3 separate regions of the Mus musculus genome follow, and all the other regions are linked to region 2. Evidence: chromatin contacts called from public Hi-C and promoter capture Hi-C data. All regions are on one chromosome and are shown on one strand. The core of a region is the stretch at or near the end of the contact, and the rest is flanking DNA. Distances in the headings are between cores, read along the strand shown.

Region 1 (4,284 bases), core at 68-2,567, 330 kb after region 2:
TATAGTATATATATATATACATACATACACATATACCACAGACACAAACACATACAAGCACGTACACACACACACACACACACACACACACACACACACAACAAGACAGACCCGTACATGCATACCCCAACACATGCATGCACATACATACACATACACACAGGCACAGACACGTAGCACACACTCTATACGCACACATGTACATATACTCAAGCATGTACATATACATGAACATACACATCCAAATGCACACACACACACAGACCGCAGACTATAAAGCCTATACAGTTCGTTAAGTCAAAGTAATGAGAATGCCCTAGATCTTCCCTGCAGCTGGATGAGGTTGTACCTCTGACAGAGAGGAGGAGCTGTGGCTTTGATTTAGTGCATAACTAAGTCATAGTAATAGAAACAGCATTAATTAGTTTTAATTCTAGGACTCATCCTCTAGGCTGTACTTCAAAGACTTAGTCATGGTGCTTGCATGGATTCTTTCTGTACTTACCAGCACAGAAGCTGATAGATCAGATGAACCATGGGAGTTGAAAGGAAAATTAAATTGTAAAGGAGCAATTCAATGACTGAAACTCAGAATGTTGAGCACTTTGCTTGCAGTAGTGACTTCATAGCCACTCTTGAGGGACCATCAATGTTTCATCCAGGTTTCCAAAGCTAATACAGGGCTAGGATGATACCAGGACATGACTTCAAGGATGCTGAGCAAAGAGATCCCTGTGCAGGGTCAGGAGGAGCCCAGCAACTCTGTAGCCCCTCCCACTCTAGCCCAAGCCTCAGCTCCTCAACCCATCTGTGCCTCTTATCCATCATCACAGTTTTGACTCAAGAGCTAAAATGCCATACATTTAAACCCTGGGAAAGCACAGAACTTCTATTCTTCCTACCTGACGCTTGTGTGGCCCTAGGAAAGATGGCACTCCCAAACATTTGAGCATCTCTAAGCTCCATTTTCCTCTTGAGAAAAACATAGCTCCATAGAGCAGTGGCTACTTGTATAAGAATTGGAAGAGTTTTATGAACCCCAAATGCTCAGTGGCACGGTGGAGTCAGGTTGTTTTATTTGGGTGGTTTGGCTTCACTTTGATTCTCTAGAATTTTCGTTTTTATTTCTGTAATGAACAGGTTTTTGTTTGTTTGTTTGTTTGTTTGTTTGTTTGTTTAAGGTAAGCATTTGTAGCCCTCAGAACAGGCATTTTTACAAAGAACTTGTGGGTTTCTGGCATATCTGTTTTGGCCACTGCTGAGCATCATCACTGTGTCTGGGAACCCTAAGAACCCAGCTGTTCTTGAAACCCACAAAATTTTATGCAAATCAAATCATTTTCCTGACTCATAGCACTGGTTTACTATTTCAGACTCAAATTGCTACATGGGTTCTCGCCATTCTTAAATTACAAAGTTCAGACTCTCCACTTGCTCTCACAGTTCCTTAAGGTAAGAAGGATGTACAGGTCATGTCTTCATCTTGGTGTGTGTCCTGACTATTACTGATACCACAATGTGTTACAGTCTTCATTTGCCAGAATCATGCTTGCACTCCCAGAACACCAGTATGGCTGATGGACATTGCTTCCCTCATTAAGGACAAAACTGAGTTCTGTTTTCCTTGTTAGGCATTGTTGGAAAATCTAATTTTTTTATGTAGTTGTTTACTACTGCATCCTTTTCTTCAAGCATCATACATTTCTCAGTGACTGGACACCTAATGAGACAGTCAGAAGATGTCTCCAAGCGATCTGACTTCCCAGGCTGTGACATGCCTGGCTTGGATTTTCAATTAAAGGAAAGTTGAAAAGAGAGAGAAGAAAGCAAGCAAGTAATTAAGTAGCACCAGGGTCTTGGAAGAAGTTGTTAAATGAATTATTTAATAAACCAGTCTGATGCAAGAGACCTGGCTCTCCATGGCTTTCTGCTTCCTGTGCAGCCTGGGTTGCAGCTTCCTGGAGTTTTGTTGTGCACCCACGGGAGGGGTTGCTGCATCGGAGAGGAAATGAGAAAAGAGGGATTTGAAAGACAAATGCTTTGAAGGAAGTTGTGAGCAGGGTAAAGGCTCTGTGTGGAAAGTCCTCCCTGTAGGAAGAGGGATATGCCTTGAGATGCCACGTGAGCATGTAGCAGTAGGAGTGGGTTTCTTAAAGACAAACAGAAAACCCTCAAAGATCTCTCTCTGATGTGTGTGTTCATTTTCTCTCTTTCTCTCTCTCTCTTTCTCACTCTCACTCTCTCTCATATATATATGTATGTATGTATATATATTCATATATTCAGCTGTGTATGTGTGTTTATGTATGGGTGTGCATATCTATATGTATATATGTGTATGAGTATATGTGTGGGTGTGTGTATTTAGGTATATGTATGTGTATGAGTGTATGTTTGTGTGTATATATGTTTGAGTGTATGTGTATGTGTGTGTACATGTGTATAGATGTGTGTGAGTGTATGTGTGTATATGTTTATGTGTGTCCCTTCTCTCTGTGTATAGGTCTCTCTCCTGTTCTCTCTGTCTCTGTCTCTCTCTGTCTCTCTGTCTCTGTCTCTCTCTCTCTGTATGTGTATGTATGTGTGTGCTCTTTTCCCTCTGTGTGTAGGAACACATGCTTGGGTGCTTGTGGGGGTCAGAAGCACACCTTGGAGCTGATGTTACAGATATCTGTGAGCTGCTGGATGAGGTACAAACTGGGCTCAGATCTTCTGCAAGTGCAGCATGCACTCTAACCAGCAAGCATCTTTCTAGCACCCAGGAATGACTTTCTTTAACAGGCAGCCTAATATGAGTCCAGTAAATTCAAGGGTTTCAAGGTACAATAAATTCACAGTTAAAGAGCTTGAAATTAGTAAGGCAGCATCTCATGTTCAACCTCCCTCTCTTTAGTAACAAATACAAAACACTGCAGTCAACACCCGAGCCACCCTTTAATTTGGAATCTCTTGGGTCAAACATGTAACTAAAGGACAATGGGGAAAGAACTAGAAAGGATAAGAATCAGAAGCTACACAGATCTAGTTATGAGCAACAGAGTCCTCTGATTCAGTCTCAGCCGCTTCCCCAGGAGCTCTACGTATGTGGCAAGTCTTGTTATGTCAGAGAACGTTCTCTCAGTGCAATGGAATGCCTTATGCCGGGGCACCAAGGAAGAAATAAGTGGGAAGGGAGCACTTACGTCTGCATTTGTAAGCCATCTTTCTGATCCAAAGAGTTGAAGTCTATTATGCATGGAAGAGAAGGAAGCAGGAAGGGAAGGTGTGATGCTAGGAGCAGGAGGCTGGCTGCCAGCAGTGCATAGGCATTTAGGAAGCACAGAGAGAATCAGGAAGTGGGACTGCAGCACCTCAAACTCCACCCACAGTGACCCAATTCCTCCAACAAGGCTCCCCCTAGCAAAATTCCACAACTTTCTCAAACACTACTACCAGTAGGAACCAAGTGTCCAAACACATGAGCTTATGGGGGACATTTCACATTCAGAACAGAACAGGCCCATCTTCCATCTTCTTCTTAAATCATGTAGCTTTTGATTTCAGATTTCTGCAGTTCCAGTCTCAGAATCACCTAAATTTAGCCCTTCTCGTCTTTCTCAAGCACTGGCTTCAGTTAAAATCTAATCAGCAAATAAAGTAAAAATCATAAAGTCTCCCTGACGTTAGCTGTTGCCTTGCTGTGGATTCTCACCTCCCGTGAAGTAACCCTCTTCTGCCTTCTGTGCTACTATAGTAGCCCAGTTGGCCCTCTGTGCTCTAGGAGGTCATTTTCAGTGCATTTTACACCTCTTAAAGGTCTGTGCAACCCGGATAACTCATATGCTATTTCATCTTTTGCTAAATGACTGATGCTCTCTTTGAACACTGGCCCGAGCCTCAGTTCTCCAGTATCCCACTTGTCACTTATGCTTCCTTGCAAATACACTTGCAATTCAAGCTGTTTTTCTTTCCTAAAACACATCTTAAATCCCTCTCTTGAAATCTTATCTCCCAAGTTCCCTTCAACACGTCAGTTCCTTTGCTGGCCCCCATTTTACCTTAGAGTAGAGCTATCTCCCTGGACTCTGAGATTTTAAAATTATTTTCCCCACGGCTTTTTAAAAAATTTTATCACCAAAGAGACAGTATCCTCTCCCCAATCCAGTGTGAATAATCCATTTAAAGTTACAATGAAAATAAAATACTGAAAAATAAGATGAAGAGACTTATAGGGCATTAACTCCTGGTATTTGTTATTACACTCCTAGTCTCAGATAACCCTAGTCATGGGATTCTGTGCCATTG
Region 2 (4,368 bases), core at 273-2,772:
CAGTGTACAGTTATTGCCCAGACAAATTACCTTTCCTTTCTTATAGACCTTTTTGTTTTCCTTCAAGCTAATAGTTGCCTTCCTTTCTGCTTGTGTTTCTATGTATCCACCCTTATCTCTTTTCAGCTCTCTCATAATGATGCTGCGTATTATCTGCATGGTGTCTACAGTGTAGATCAGGGAAACTGCCAGTTTTCTATTCCTGGACACCCTACTCTTGTAGCTGTACCAACAGTGTAAACTGAACTTCCCTTTTGTCTGGTGCACAGCTGTTATTCTGGAACTTTCCATTTGCTTGTACTCTTTGCCCCTGCATCAGCATCTTGAATACTGAAGTTTCAGCTATGCACCAGGAGCTCCTGGCCTTCCTGATTTTGAAGGCGTTTCTTCCTGCTTCCAGATCCTGTCCAACTGATAGGAATCTGAGTTCCAGTCTAACTTTCATGAGCTACTATATCTCCTTGGAAAATTTCAGGGTGTTCCTTTCACCCTTGGTCCTGTATGGGCCTTTATTTAGCATAAAAGTTTATGTGTCTTATCTCTCTCTACTTGTACCTCAGTTATTTCTTCAGATTTATTTTTTAGTCATTTTATTGACCATTTGACTTTTAGTAGTAGTTTTGATCTCTGAATGTTCCACAATGTTCTCTGTTCCATCCTAGAAGGACCTGGCTTTTATTCCCCAGTGTAAGGGAGACTTCTTTCCTCAACAGCCCGCATAGCTTCTGTATTTTCTGGTCCATCTTTGTTTCCCCCTTGCTTAGCTGCTTAGTCTGATCTCTTTTATTCCTGTTGGATATTCCCCTTATGCTTCTGGTATAGAAGGGCTGTCTTTAATGTTACAGAAGAGACTGGAAACAGTTGTTGGAATCACTCTGTGTTCTAGCTAGGTCCATTACCTGGGCACTTGTAGCATGGTAGAGATTTCTTCAGAGATCCTGAAGTTGGTATCCATTCAAGCCTTGCTCCAAAGAAACTGTCTCAGGACTGGCCTATCCCCTCAGCCTGCTGCTGTGTTGCCATTGTGGGAGCCATGTGTTTGGCAGGCTCAGGGGACCATATTCAATTTGGATTTTCACCGAGTTCCCTTGGATATAGCCATCTGCTGGCTGGTGCCTAGTTGGCTGTGGTACTTTTGAATTTTGAATCTCTGTGCGCACTGTGTGGGTAGGAGGGGGCCTGGGACTCCATCTTTAGCTCTACAAGGTCCATGACTTTGACCTTTGGATGGCCTTTGCTCTTTCTTTTCTCAGAGGTGTGGAAAGTGTGCACAGCCAGGTCTGTCCCCTATGCTCCTCCTTCCTCACCATCTTCCAAGGTGTCGTTGATACAGCTCTTTCCTCCCTGTCACCACACTCATTCTCAAAGACAGCCCCCTACCCATATTTTAGCAAGGCTTTGAGAACTGCAGGAGATAAGCTTGATCAGTCCCTCTTTAAACCGGAAGTGGACAGGCCAGCTATGTTAATTAGGTATAAACAGTAGGCATAGCAACACACTTCCTTTTTATGTTGACTCTGCAACTGTAAAATTATATCCTCAGCTTGTGCCAGGCTCCCTAAAACAATCACTAGGGTTTAGAAGAATGAGCAACTGCCCGCTTCCTTTTCCTTTCTCTGCCTCTTGCTGCTTTATTGCCAATCCACTGACTTAATACTTCTTACAGTTTCACTTAGCAGTTATTAAGTCTCTAACTTTCTGGACATTTTAGCTTGTGTGAGGGAGCATAAGACAACTAGACCCATAGAAGTCGGAAGGAATAGCCCAGGGGCAGATTTGCTGCAATGTGATTTTTTTTTCTACCACAGTGATGGTGTAACCAGGACAAGGCATGATATCATTTTCATCAGGGAGTAGAAGATGATTTTCTGACTAACACAATAATACATAACTCTTTAACAATATCTTAAATGCAATAGGTGTCTTGGATTTTTATCAATATCTATCAAAGTTGATTAAAATATGGCTATAACTTAGTTTTAAGAGGTACTATGGTAAAATATTATTGCACCAATCCCCCCCCCCCATATTTCAGGAAGGTAGATGAAGTGTGTGTGTGTGTGTGTGTGTGTGTGTGTGTGTGTGTGTGTGTGTGTGACTGCACTTGGCAATGCTGCTAACAAAGGTGCTTTAGCTGATGAAACATGTTACCACAAAGGGGCAGTCACCGCAAGGCTGAAGCCACCAGAGCCAGAGCTTGCAATAGCTGCCTGGGTGGATTCATCATGTCTCCTCCACAAAGGGGCAAACTTTCTGTAGTGGGGTTTTCTTTGTGGAGGTGGAAAGTTTATTTACTTTCAGAAAAGAAGCACATATTTGTCAACTGAAGTCAGAGGTGAATGGGGCAAAGTGAATTGAAAAACAAACAAACAAACAAACAAACAAACAAGAAAACAAGATAAAAAGCCATTAGGGGAACCCAGATAGTCTCCTTCTCAGTGTATGTGTTGAGGCTGGCTGGCATTTGTTTTTAGTAAGCATTTCACTGTAGTTTGCTGTTACTCAGGAATGGTTGGGAGCACCAGCATAGTCCATGTGCATGGACTTAAAGACCTTTTCTCGTTGGTTTCCCACCACTGGGCATCAGACTCAATGTTCCTGGGCAGGCAGTGCTGCTCCTTTCCAACCCGACCACAGTCTCTCTGCTTTCAGTTTGTGAATCTGTTTTTATTTGAAAACTACCATCTGCACACAGGCAATGACATATGCCCAGGCAGGGCTTCTGCATATTTTGATGGCGTATGAGGCACAGGTGGAAACACACAGTGGGCAAAGCAGTCAGCTCTAAGTGCTGCCACCTGCCATGTGACACCCATACTGTGCTGGGACATCACAGAACAGCCCCGAGGAACACATGCCTGAACCTACAATTTTATATTGCTTGGCCTTTTCAAATGTCCATATTTTAATGGAAAATTTCACCTCTCCTGCTTTCTTGGCACCCAAATAAAGACAAGAAAAACAAAACACAAAACTCATATAATGTTAGGTAATAATTTCAGACATCGGCTTTTTTGTATGGCTTAGAAGGTCAAATGTTCCTGCTCAAGGGTATAAATGTCCTTGACAAGTGATACCTGGTTTGATGTTGGTGGTAGTAACAAGGCCATACTTGATTCTACGTGACATTTATCAAAGGCTTGATGCTTACCAAATGCTGCTACTGTGAAGCAGGTAACTACAGGGTGCATATAAAGCAAAAGGCCACAGCTTCTGCTCTCTGAGTAAACAGACACGTGCTGCCACCAGCAAGGTGAGCTGGAAGGATGGGAACCTCCTTCAGGAGTTTGTGGTGATGATGCAGGACAGTGAGGGCTAGACTGCAAATGGAAGTACTGCATCAGTCAGGATGGGACAGTAGCACAGGGTAGTGAGGACGGGACGGGTTATGCTGTGACAACAAAGAGCCTGAAAGTCTCAGCAACTTAAAACAGTGGTAGATAGTAGACTGTGGGACAAATCCAGACATGTCTGTTTTTATATGTCTTGTGAACTATTAATGGTTCTTATATTTTTAAAGTTTTTTTGTTATTTTCTCATTCATTCATTCACGTATTCATTTACATCCAGATCACAGCCCTTCCCCTTCTCCCAGCCCCACCCTTTCAAATCTCTCCCCTCATTACCCCTCCTCTTCTCTTCAGAGAAGAGGCAGCCCTCCACCCCACCCCATGATTACCAACCTGTCCTACCACATCAAGTCTTGTAGATAAGACTGTTCTTTAGCTCACAGACATCCATGTCTGCCTCTACTTCTATCTCAGGCTTCTGAGTGCTAGGATATAAGGCAAGTATCCTCACACACAGAATGTATTTTTTCATTATTTATTTATTCATTTTACATCCTGATTGCAGCCTCTCTCCCTCTTTTCCTCCCAGGCCCACCCTCATAGTCTCCTCCCTGAATTCACCCCTCTCCTTTTTCGCAGAGAAGGGGAGGTCCTTCATGGGTATCCCCCCTTCCCACACATTCAGACATCCAGACTTAGTAGGGCTTAGCACATCTTCTCCCACTGAGGCCAGAAAAAGCAGCCCACCTAGAGGAAGGGGATCAAAAGGCAGGCAACAGAGTCTGATTCAGAGCTCCCTGCACCAATTGGTAAAAGACCTACATGAAGACCAAGCTGCACATCTGCTACAAATGTGCAGGGGGGCTAGGTCCAGCCACTATATGCTCTTTGGTTAGTGGTTCAGTCTCTATCAGCCCCCATGGGACCAGATTAGTGGAAGACCTCTATAGGTCTTCTTGTGTTCTTGATCACTCTGGCTCTCTCAAGCCCCACCTCCCTCAACTTTTCCACAAGACTCCCTGAGATTGCTTAATGTTTGGCTGTGGCTCTCTGATTATGTTACTATCATCTGCTTGAA
Region 3 (4,153 bases), core at 252-2,751, 270 kb before region 2:
AAACTGCACATCCTCGAATGCCCATAAACTTATGGTTGTGTGTCTTATTTATGTGTGTAATGTGTATAACATATGTATGTGTACACATGTGTGCCTGTGGTACACATGTGTGCACATGCATACAGACCAGAAATTAACATCAGGTGTCTTCTTCAGTTGCTCTCCACTTTATTTTTTGAGATAGGCTCTCTTATCATTGAACAGAGAGCTCATAAATTAGGCTAGGCTGACTGGCCAATGTACTCCAAAGATCCACCTGCCTCTGATTCCCTAAGGATAAGACTGTAGGTGCACACTGCCATGTCCAACATTACATGGAGTCTAAGATTCTAGGATCTGAACTCAGGACCTCGTGTTTACATGGCAAGCACTTTGCAGACTGAGCGGTCTCCTTTGTCCCTTATGGTTGCATTTTTACTGTAATTTTTATACTTTAGTTATTTCTGATTCATCTGCTTATTTTTCTCCTAAAATCATTAGCTTCTAAGGGCTGATGTTTGTGTAGTTCATTTTGAGGGCACATACCTATGCCCAGGAAAGGAAGCCAACAAGCATTTGCTGAATTGAATTGAATTTTGGTAAGCTCACTTGAGATCTTGTCATGTCATCAAAAGTTTGTTGGCTGAGGAAGGACGGTAGGAAAATAGAAGGACAGAAGCAAGGATAAGAAAAGCATGAAGGAACACAGGAAGGGAACATGATGGAATGTTTGCTCAAATGTGTTTACGTACCAGAAATTGTTAGGAGATGTGATATGCCCTTTGAAACTATAATAAGATTGTAAGGAATAATTGCCTCCTTGGGAGATAAAGGTCATTATTATTAATGAGAACTAAATTACTACCATTCTCCCCCTGTCCTGTGGTTGTAAAAAGGAAGAGAGAAAGAATGCATACTACCATTTAGGTCACAGATAGAACTTGTTTCACATTTCTTTTTGAGCTGAAGCCCTGCCATTGCTTGAGTTTTCCTGTGCCTTACTTGAGAGGATGAGAGAGAACAAAGCACATCTCTGTCCTTTGGAAGCGCTATGGTTTCTCTGCTGTGTGAATGGTTCTCTTTAGAGCAGGAACTTAGGTCATGTGAAGGCATTTCCTCCAAATGTAAGATCCATCTGCTCAACTCTGCATTTCCCATTATGAGCTGCAGCCCCCTGCAGCTGCTTCTGCTGTTTCCACTGGATGGCCCATGAGGAGCCACTGTGCCCTCTGGCTCTCACAGGCTGGTAAGAGCTTGGTTAGAACAGGCAAAATGGAAGAGAGTTTTGATGTATAGTAGAGAACACTTCAGCTGGCCGTGAGAGAGATTTTCTGACCAGTGAGGGAACCTGACCACCAAGCTCAAGACACAGGGATTTGGTTCCCTAGCCTACATAAATCAAATAGACAACCACATGAAAGTTGCTGCTTCTGTTACTTTCTTTTTACTGGCTACAAGATACCGGATAAGAAGCAATGGAAGAGAGTAAAAGTTCGCTTCAGTTTATAATTTGAGGAAGATGTAATTCACCACAGAGAGGAAGTCACAGTGGCAAGAGCTTGAGACTGCTTGTCGTATTTGCTAGGAAGCCAGGGATGATGAAAACTGACGTTCAGCTCACTTTCATCCTTATGCATCCAGACTCCATCCCATGAAACGGTTGAACCTACAGTAAAGTGGGTCTTCCCACTTCAGTTAACCTAATATAAATAATCACGCATAAGCATGGCCAGAGGCCAACCTAATTTAGATAGCCCTTCACAAGCATGCCCACAGAGTGGTCTCACAGGTGATTTGGCACCTTGTCAAGTTGACAAGAAGCACTAAATGTCAGAGATGCCTATGGAGATATGCCGGAATATGGAGTTGTCAAGGCAGAGAAGACGCAGGGAAGGACCCCTTGAATTTTACCTAGGGGGATTTTAGAATCTAATCAAACAGGTAGATGGAGTTAAGAGAATATATTCTACCCTGGAGCTCAGTCTAGATGATTCAGTGGATGGCTGCATCTCAAATGCTTAAGTCCTTACTGGGCTTCATATCCCCAGTGGGTAGATAGGTTTCAAGAATTTAAGTTACCTATTCAATTTTGAATCTTCTTCGGGAAATCATTTCTAGAGAGTTTAAAAAAGCTAACTGTGGTTGACCAAGGAATTGGACTCGTAAGCAAAGAAAGAAGCCAGGACCTATGTAGAGTCTGTAATTATTACCCTAAGGCAGGCGGATGCCAAGCACGAGGCCAGCCTGGCCTGTATAGCATGTTTGAGGCCACCCAGAGCTACATAACAAGACTGTCTCAACAAAATGAAACTAAGCAAAATAAAAGAACAAAGGGAAAAGAGGGAAGGTAAAACTTCCAACAACAAGAAATATTTGGGAATCTATCTAAATATAATTTAGATATAAACTAAAACTAAAATCAAAACCCCACAGCTATTCAGCCCAGTGTATCAGAGCCCCAGCAGAGATGTAAGCTCCAGTGTATGGAACAAGGTGTAGTTTCCTGACCCATCTGACATTCCTAGGACTATTCCTGTCAATTTCCTAAGACCAGAGCCTGTATGAGGTGGTCATATCAATTACACAGAACTCTGGATGTTTGATGATGGATGTCTTTCATTGGCTCACTCCCTTTATCATTTCTGGTACTGATCCCTATAGGGGTACATATCAGGGGCATGTTAGACAAGTTGCCCAAGAGAGCACACCTGAAGTAGAAGCTGCAGAAACAAGCTCATTAGCTGAGGAGGAACAGAAGATAGCCTCCTTCACAATTTTAACTGAAGCATCATAGTACCACCACCCACTGATTGGCTAGAAGCACTGTCCAATGCCTACCATTGGCAAGATCATAAGAATGTCTAAGCTTCCTCCCATTGTATGAGAAATACAACAAAGGTACTTTACTATGTGAATGAAGTTTCTCTTTCTCTTAACCTAGATTATATGAAGTGGGCCTACTTTTTTATTTATCTAAAAAAAAAACAACAATGTAGAGAGGAATAGGAAAGACTAAAATGGTGAAAAGAGCCAGGTGTGATAGTGCACGCCGATAACCCCAGCACTTAAATGACTGGCAGGAAGACTGCTAATTCAAGACAAGCATGTCTACAGAGCAATAGCTGCAAAAATCACAAACACAGAAGCTGAGGGTGGGACTGGAGGAGACCCATTGGAGAAACAGAGCAGGCAGAGAGCCAGAGGTGAAGTGGAAGAGCTCCTGGATGGTCACAGCAGCAAAAGCACCTGATCAGAATCAGCTCCTGGATGCAATGTATTCTTGGTTTCAAACTGGCTACGGATTAGACTACAGACATCAGGTTTGAGGTCAAAGAGCCTCATGCAAGTGATAGCCAAGACTTACTCCCAGCCAAGAGTCCAGGGAATGGTTCGGGCTTCAGGGATGGTTGCCTGCCAAGCAATGGCAAAGGCCCCTCAGTTTATTTCCACTCAGACTTTATCAGTTCCCTTTTGCTGCCACTGCCTTTCATACTTCCTGATTTTGTTTCTTTATTCATTATTTTGTTATTATTCACTCATATATTACATTCCCACCACAGTGTCTCCTTGTTTCATAACTGCTGGATTCTAGTTCTCTTGGAATTGTAGTCTCACCTATCATTACCCCTTATGTGGGAAGGGCAACAAAGTATAGAAATGTTTATTTTTTTTAAGTTACCACTTCAGTTTATTTAGGAATACCTTTACTTGTTTTATGTTCTGTGCCCATAACTTGGCTGGTTACTATTTGCTTATATAGGGTGTCACAAGCAGAAACTCCTATGTCAAGGACCAGAAAGCATGGATGAACCAAGCATGGTAGTAGTACCTGCCTTTAATACCAGCACTTAGGATGTGGAAGCAGGAGGATCTCTGTGAGTTCGAGGCTAGTCTGGTCTATATAGCTAGCTCCAAGACAGCCCCACAGAGAGATACTGTCTCAAAAAATAAAAATAATTTTTAAAAAAGTGCAGATAAGAAAACTTTTGAATAAGAAATGGGCCAGTCAACCAAAAGTATATATAATTCATACAGCCCATGCCTACATTTGAGTGGCAAGCCCTAGTATACAAAACCATGGTTACACATCAGAAATGTGTCTTCACAGAAAACAATTGTAGTGCTATCTGTAAGTCTATCTATCTATCTCTGCCCCACGTCCCTATTAAACATC

What was found. A called contact is a pair of places that touch in the nucleus more often than the background predicts. Capture Hi-C pulls out chosen DNA fragments and counts their contacts.
Region 1: a contact with region 2 is called in a Hi-C map of muscle stem cells, with 1.8 times the contacts expected there. The contact joins two enhancer-like sites. A contact is called at or near these places in 2 of 484 Hi-C or Micro-C datasets (embryonic stem cells and muscle stem cells).
Region 3: a contact with region 2 is called in a promoter capture Hi-C map of adipose tissue, with 2.4 times the contacts expected there. The contact joins two enhancer-like sites. A contact is called at or near these places in 2 of 115 datasets of contacts at active chromatin or transcription factors (the NIH/3T3 cell line and embryonic stem cells) and 3 of 9 other capture datasets (adipose tissue, liver and pancreatic islet).

What each region holds. Positions count from the first base shown.
Region 1 is chr14:15,202,509-15,206,792 of GRCm38.p6, forward strand. No RefSeq gene overlaps it. Among named protein-coding and RNA genes, the nearest start is that of Gm31658, 100 kb to the right of the region's middle. Within about 2 kb of position 1,318, at least 1 of the 459 cell types and tissues checked has an H3K27ac peak or open chromatin away from gene starts, as enhancers often do. A contact at or near this core is called in muscle stem cells, where this site is marked.
Region 2 is chr14:14,869,154-14,873,521 of GRCm38.p6, forward strand. All of the region lies in intron 21 of Nek10 (NIMA (never in mitosis gene a)- related kinase 10), which reads left to right. Among named protein-coding and RNA genes, the nearest start is that of Nek10, 51 kb to the left of the region's middle. Within about 2 kb of position 1,523, at least 43 of the 459 cell types and tissues checked have an H3K27ac peak or open chromatin away from gene starts, as enhancers often do. A contact at or near this core is called in adipose tissue and muscle stem cells, where this site is marked.
Region 3 is chr14:14,598,675-14,602,827 of GRCm38.p6, forward strand. No RefSeq gene overlaps it. Among named protein-coding and RNA genes, the nearest start is that of Slc4a7, 100 kb to the right of the region's middle. Within about 2 kb of position 1,502, at least 57 of the 459 cell types and tissues checked have an H3K27ac peak or open chromatin away from gene starts, as enhancers often do. A contact at or near this core is called in adipose tissue, where this site is marked.